2 separate regions of the Triticum aestivum genome follow, and region 1 is linked to region 2. A link is a contact called in public Hi-C data. All regions are on one chromosome and are shown on one strand. Each heading gives the region's core, a stretch centred on a gene start, on an enhancer-like site or on the middle of the called end of the contact. The rest is flanking DNA. Distances are from core to core; before and after follow the strand shown. Region 1 holds the start of LOC123052897. Region 2 has its middle 41 kb from the start of LOC123049258.

Evidence for each region. Hi-C and Micro-C count contacts between places; a contact is called where the count stands out from the background.
Region 1: a Hi-C map of leaf shows a contact between it and region 2, with 4 times the contacts expected there. The contact joins the promoter of LOC123052897 here to the enhancer-like site in region 2. A contact is called at or near these places in 3 of 5 Hi-C or Micro-C datasets (leaf and an unstated tissue) and 1 of 1 datasets of contacts at active chromatin or transcription factors (leaf).

The regions. Positions count from the first base shown.
Region 1 is chr2D:312,143,780-312,147,318 of IWGSC CS RefSeq v2.1, reverse strand. LOC123052897 reads right to left here and starts at 1,841. Exons shown (of 3, transcript XR_006425154.1): 1 at 886-1,841; 2 at 1-787.
Region 2 is chr2D:311,695,589-311,699,112 of IWGSC CS RefSeq v2.1, reverse strand. No RefSeq gene overlaps it. Among protein-coding and RNA genes, the nearest start is that of LOC123049258, 41 kb to the left of the region's middle. Within about 2 kb of position 1,817, at least 2 of the 8 cell types and tissues checked have an H3K27ac peak or open chromatin away from gene starts, as enhancers often do. A contact at or near this core is called in leaf, where this site is marked.

The DNA.
Region 1 (3,539 bases), core at 592-3,091, 450 kb before region 2:
CTCGATCTCGCCACCACCGCTGTACAGTTTGTGATCGCATTTGCCGCTGGGTGGGTCTCCTCACCGCAGTAGGTCGGAGCGGGTGCCGGAGAGCTCCCTGCGGAGGCGGTGCGAGAAGAGCCTGCACGCGTCCATGCTCAGGTCCACGGCTGCCGCCAGCGCCACGAACGCCGCCGCGTCCTCCGCGCACCCGACGTGCGGCACCCCCACCTCCACCGTCGGCCGGCTGCACCGCCCTTCGCCCTGCACTGCCGCAGACATCACGAACCCGCGGTAGCTCCCGAAGGGCCAGAGACCGTACCCGCCGCTGAAATCACCACTCCCGCGCGGGCTGCACCCAGGCGACCCGCTCCGGCCGAAGGGCTGCGCCGCCGTCAGGTCGATGACGAAGCGCCCCCCGCGGGAGGAAGGGACGTTGGACTCGGCGACAGAGACGCCGACGCCCATTCCGGTTGGGTCAGGAATCAGGAGCTCGAACCGGTACCCGAGGCTGTCGCCGGCCGCGCCAGCGCCACGCTCGCGCCAGCATTCCAGGCGGCCCCACGGCTTCCAAGTGCCGTCGCCGGGCCGGAGTACAAGCCACGCGCCCGGGTTGGACCGGCTCACGCGGTCGTAACCGGGGGACGCCACAAACGGCGTAACCATGGACGCCAGTGCCACTGGCGAACCCGACAGGTCGTGCACCGTCACCGACCATCCCTTCCGCTCCTTCCCTGCGCGCTCGCGGTCGGAACCGAAGGACATCAGCCAGTTGCGGCTGCCACTCCCCGGATCGGAGTGCATTGATCTGGAACACCGAAATTTTGAGGAATTCCGTCAGAACAAAACAACATTTGTTTGGGAATTGATGAAGTTGAATTGTTCAGCATGACGACGATGACTCACCGAGAGCGGAGGTCGCTGTTGCTGCGACAGGAGAACTTGCAGGTGAACATGGGCTGCATCATGCCGCCCTGCACCTGGAGCACCTGCGGGCTGCACTCAGGCTCGCCATCGAACTGGAACACGAAGCGCGGGTCGGGCTCGGCGCGAACGGTGAGGTTAAGCTGCGCGGAGCCGGAGACGGCAGAGGCCTTACGGCCGCGCTTGTTGATGGAGAGCCAGCCGCTGTGGAACACGATGGGCTTCCCCACCGCGGTCTTGAGGTCCAGCGGGATGACCACCTTCCCGAGCAGCCGGCCGGAGTTGACCCCGCAAGTGGTGCCCCGCCGCCCGGCGTACACGGCAACCTTGAGCATCGCGGATCGGGCGACGAACAGGGACGGCTTGGCCGTGACGCGGTCGAGGTCGGCCTTGGAGAGGTGGAAGGCGGCCGCCAGTGCGCCCGTCTCGGCGGGACCCTGCGTCATGTCGTCCGAGGGCAGCAGCGGGGCCGCGGCAGTCTGAAGCGGCAGCTTGTTGAGCCGGATCGTGCAGTAGCACGGCGAGGTGGTGGGGTGCACGCCGGCGCCGGCGCCGGCGGGGCGCGGGGCGACCGGCATTTTGAGGGCCAGGTTGCCGACCAGCACCCGCACGAACGGGCACGGGTCCATCTCAAGGCCCTGCTTCCACTCTCACTACGGCCACCTCGTCCTTTGTATCTTCTTGTTCTTCTCGGCCGTGGCTGGCCTCTGTATCTTGGTTCTGTTTCTTTGCAACGGCGATGGCGGAGCAAGAAAAGGTTGATGTTCTGGAGAGACGATGGGGAAGGTGTGGTGACGAGGGATAATAGGGTACAAAGCCCGCCTTTGGGTGTAGCCAGCCTGGATCCCCTTAGCTGTGGCCGGGGCGGAGCGGGGCCTCCTATTCCAACCCATCCACCTCCCGTAGCACCCACCTACAGATGGGTCCGACCATACCTGGTCCACCAGTCGTTGGTTTAAGAAAACATCTCATGACGGTGTCTCTGGAAAAGCGGCCGGCTCGGAGGTGTGACACGCGACCGCACTGGATCCGGCCATGCGGAGCTCTCCCCTGCACTCTCGCGGTACCGACTTTTTTTTTGAAGCTATTCTCGCGGTGGCGACTTTTCCCCTCAGCAATAGTATAAACGTTCCCTGTTCTTTTTACTTTTTGATAATTAAATTAACGTTTCCCTGTTTTTCTTTTGGTTTGCCGCCATGGCAACGGAAACCCCATGCGAAAGCTTTGCACAGAGCATCCGTTTGTGTCCGCAACCAATTCAAGGCATCTTCAAGGGCGGTACGTAAATTTCTTCTCGCATCCCTTCATGAACAGGACCAGTCCATGAATATAAATGCGGGACGTCGTCAACCAACGTTGCACGCATATATTTTAAACGAGGTAATAACATCCCAGGTCCTTATACTTGCACAGCATGTGATGGTTTAGTCCTTTTACTTGCAAAAGTGAATTATTTCGTCCCTAAACTTGTCATGGAGGTGCAAGTTTAGTCCTCGGCCAATCACAGCTCGCCTAGTGGATGCCAAGTGGACTAGCTAGTCAGCGCGCCGCATTTTGCAGTTAGGCCCCTGCCTTTGCCCTGTATACACACGCAGTGCACCACCAAGTGGAATAGAAAACACCTGAATAAATGTTGTCTCCCCCGGTCAATCATTGTATCTCCTGTTCCCTCGTCTTTGCCTCTCCCACCGTTGGAGCTGCTGCCGCTGGAGGCTGAGCTGGCTGCGGGCTGACGTCAGCCACCATGGCGACATCGTCGGAGCTCACCGGCGGTGTGCAGCCGAATGCTTCCGTCCATCAAGTTAGGCCGCACGGTGTCTTCCCGCCTGATTACGGTGTGTGTTCATCATCAACTCTGTCCATCCTCCTCCGCTTTGCTTCTCCTCCTTTGTCGCACGTAGCACCGACGAATCAGTCTGTTTTGAGAGCGATTCATGTACATCCAGTGGTACTTATTGCCTATTGTTCTTCCAGTGGCGTAAAGAACTGATTTTGGGGGCAGATTTTAGTCTAGGGTTTAGGTATTTCTATTTTAGGTAAAAGTTTAGGGTTCATGTGCTGCTATGGATTTAGTCCGCAAGGTAGTCATTGCAAAGTGTGTGGAATAGTTAACAGATCATGACTGTAACATAAATAACCAATTGTTGACTTGATTTGTTCAGTTAATCTGCAAGATGCAGTTAACTGAAAATTCTAGTTAATTAACTGCAGTTTCAAGATGCAGTAACTGAATTTTCGTCAGTTAGCTATATTGTTGTAGTTGATTTTGATCTTTTGAGGGGTGCATATCTTTGTTGTACTAGATTTGTTCGATAAATCTGCAAGAGGTAGTTAACTGAATTTTTGCATGTAGTTTACAAGATGCAGTTAACTGAATTTGTGCTTATATTCTGCTCTATACTTGTTATGTTGATGTTTGTGCTTATATTCTGCTCTATGTGGCTGCAGTGTGTGATTCAGCAATGGGACAGAGTGTGGATACTCCTTTCTTTACACTAGAACTTGAGCATGGTGGACTTTTCTATGGACCAACAAATAGCATGGAGTATTACAATCCATCTGTGGAGGTGATTGATTATGTTGATGCTGGTTCATTCTCATATGCAGTCATTGAAGAGCATCTAAAATGGCTGGGA
Region 2 (3,524 bases), core at 568-3,067:
CGATATAGGTGCCGGCCGCAGACTAAAAACAAGTTTAGTACGTCTGACCCTACGTGAGCATGAGAAAAGGTCGAAAGGACTTTGAGAAGGAAAAGAGGAGTCGAGCCTACTGGATGTGGACTGCAGACAGGAGAAAGGACAAATTTGACAAATTTGACCTACAAACAAAATCAAATCACAGAATGAACTGTCCGTGAAACTATTTCACGCGGCTGACCCGTGGCGCCTAGCTATCAGGCGCTGCACTAGTGCAACGCCTGGGAGCTAGGCGCTGCACTACTGCAACGCCTAGGAGCTAGGCGCTACACTGTATAGTGTGGCGCCTAGCTCTCAGGCGCAGCATACTGACTTAGTAATTTTCTGATCACACGGGTGCGACGTTGGCCGTGTAGCGCCTATCTGTGAGGCATTGCACAATGTAGTGTGGCGCCTTCGTGTCGCGCGTCGCACAAAAAGATCAGCCGCGTGAAATAGTTTCACGAATAATTCATTCTGTGATTTGATTTCGTCTATAGGTCAAATTTGCCAGGAGAAAGCAAAGCAAGGTGACCGACTCGGTGAAGGACGATAACATGAAGTGGAAGCGAATGGCAGCAGGGCGGACCAATTCTCCCCGGATGCCGACAAGCGGCACCCAGCTCGCGCTATCCTCTGCACACGATTACTGCGTCGGGCGTACGTACGCGGCAATTCAAAACAGGCTACCGGGAACATACGCTTTGGGCCACAAAAATGATGCTGTATTGAAAAACTATTAGGATATGCAACGTAAAAGTATTAGCATAAGGAACGTGTTTATGTTTCTCGTAACATAGTATATACGCAAACGTTCATACATACGCATATACATTCGCCCCTATAAATACACGGGCACACACATCTCCCTACAAGCATCTCCGAGAGACTGAGCTGATATATCATGTTAAGATTAACGAAATTGTCACAGCGCTTTGCTACTCGACGGGAACGTCTCCCCGAACTAAACATACATCGCTAGAAGGTCTAGAATAAATTCAGAAAAATGCGAGCACGAGTGTCAAATCTAGACTTGAACCATGATGGACTAGGATACCATTGTCTTTCTAATCATTCAAATATAAATTGGTTCACATGTACGTGCCTATGTTGTATGTACATATGCCATGTCTGCACGAAGAATTTCAATCATGAAAAGGTCAAAAGGAAAAAACCACTAATATAACTATATGCTCGAATCTGCTAATTTAGGTGTTAAGGTTCTCTCTATTGTCTTTTCTTCAGGGGAAAATGAGTTTATATTACTGCATTGGAGTGTTACACTCGTTTTGGCATTTGCTTGCAACAACATCAGGCCTGAGCCGAGCCAAACTACAGTGTGCTGTGAGCATCTCCCCATGTTTGTCAGACAATGGGCATCATCATTAATTCTTCTACTGATAGTAACAATCATAGTTTCCCTTTCCTAAAGTAACCTTTTAATTTCGCCAACCATGGAGTCTACAGGTGAACGATTGACGCCGGCCTCCTGAATGTACATGGCGGCTTGTTGACAGTCAAGCTCTACAATGAGAGGGGATGAACATCTCTCTAGCGCCAGCGCCACTCCATCCATACATGCTACTAATTTCAGCTTCAAGAGGAAATGAGCAGGATAACAGATATCTACACGATGAAAAAATTATAGTGCCGTGCGCATCTCGCAGCACCATGCCCTCTCCTCCAATGGAAGAAGATTCCACGAAGGAACCGTCCACATTTATCTTCACCCAGTCAGCTCGAGGCTTGGACAATTGCTTCGTCGTGCAGGAGTTTGAAGCCGTCGTTGTCGGGGTCGCTTTTGCATATGCTGGGCCTATTATCACAAGTGAGGACCATTTTTACCTTTAACAATGTCTCCTGATGGGTGCTGCTTGATACAAAGCAATGACTCCATGTAGCTATCGAGGAAACGACGTGAAGATTTAATAGTCGGTGTCGGCTTGGAGTGGGTCACCTCGTTTCGGTAGTGCCAAGCGCGCCAAAACATCATGAGTATCACCATTTGATTCGTCTCTATGTGTTGGTCCAGGAGACAGTGCAGCCATTCCGAGACGGTATTCTGCACACTTGCAAGCTCCGGGAGTGGCAAGAGCCACCGTCATCGGGCATCTGCAGAAATTATGGTAGGCGTTCTCTCGTTCCACCCCACATATGACACAAACATCAGAGATTTCCAGGTGGCGGATACATTTGTTTTCCATAGTAGCAAGAGAATCGGTAGCTAGTCGTCGGGCAAACATTCGTACCTTAGGAGGAGTAGGGCACCTCTATAACATCGTCCAAACAACACGATGGCCATCCAATGCCCTGCTCATGGCGCACCTCATAGTACGAAATTTTTCCTCGGAGGCGAGCTTGTAAGCGCTCCTCACGGAAGATTCTCTCTATTGTTGACATCAATTTTTGAAAGTTCCTTTTATTGCGAAAACGGACGATGACATGAAGTGTAAGTGAATGGCAGCAAGGCGGATTAATTCTCTCCGCATGCCAACAAGCCGCATGGGACATCCTATTTAGCGCACAAAAAGCAATGGGTGACGCGCAAACGTGCAACCTCCGCTTCCCATGCAAACTTCTGGGTCGGCCCATGTGTGGGGGGCAGGGCACGCCCTTGCTTTGTTCCTTCTTTTTTTTCTTAGTTTTTGCTTCTTTAAAAAATGTCCGGGATTCCAAAAAAGGTTTTGAACTTCAGAAAATGTTTAAGGTTTTGATATTTTTGACAAATTTCAAAACATGTCCACAAAATTAACAATTATTCCCCGCATTACAAAAGTTGTTCCGATTTTCAAATATTGTGAATTTGATAATGTTCCTGGATTTCAAAAAGATTCAAGATTTTTTTTATAGGTGTTAGCAGTTTCAAAAGATGTGCCAATTCTCAGTAATGGTTTATATATTCAAAAGGACGTTCATGAATTTAAGAAATATTATAAATTTCAAAAACGTTCTCTGACCCAAAAAATTCTCGCGGACTCATATTTTTTATGAATTTAAGAACCTGTTCCCAAATTACCAAAAATGTTCACAAATTTTAAGAATTGTTCACTACTTTAAAAAAGAAATCATCGATTCAAAAAATGTTAAAGATGTTTTTTTAAGTCAGAAATTTAAAAAATGTTCATGAATTTCAAGAGTTCAAAAAAGGTTCAGAAATTTCAAAAATATATTCACAAGTTTTAAAAACGTTCAGGGATTTCAAACAAAATGCATGAATTTAAAAATATTCACGAGTTTGATTTTTTATAAATTTAAAAATGTTTGCATATTTGAAAAACCATGAATTTCAGAATTGTTCACGTTTTTGAAAGAGTGTTCACGAATTGTAAAAACCTTCGCATGTTTGAAAAAGCATCCATTCAAAAAAATAATCATTGATTTCAGAACATATTCATGAGTTTGAAAATGGTTCATGAATTTGAGAAGAGTTAGCATATTTTAAGAAGCATGAATTCAAAATAAATTCTCGATTTTATGATGAATTTAAAATTGTTCACGATTTCAAAAAG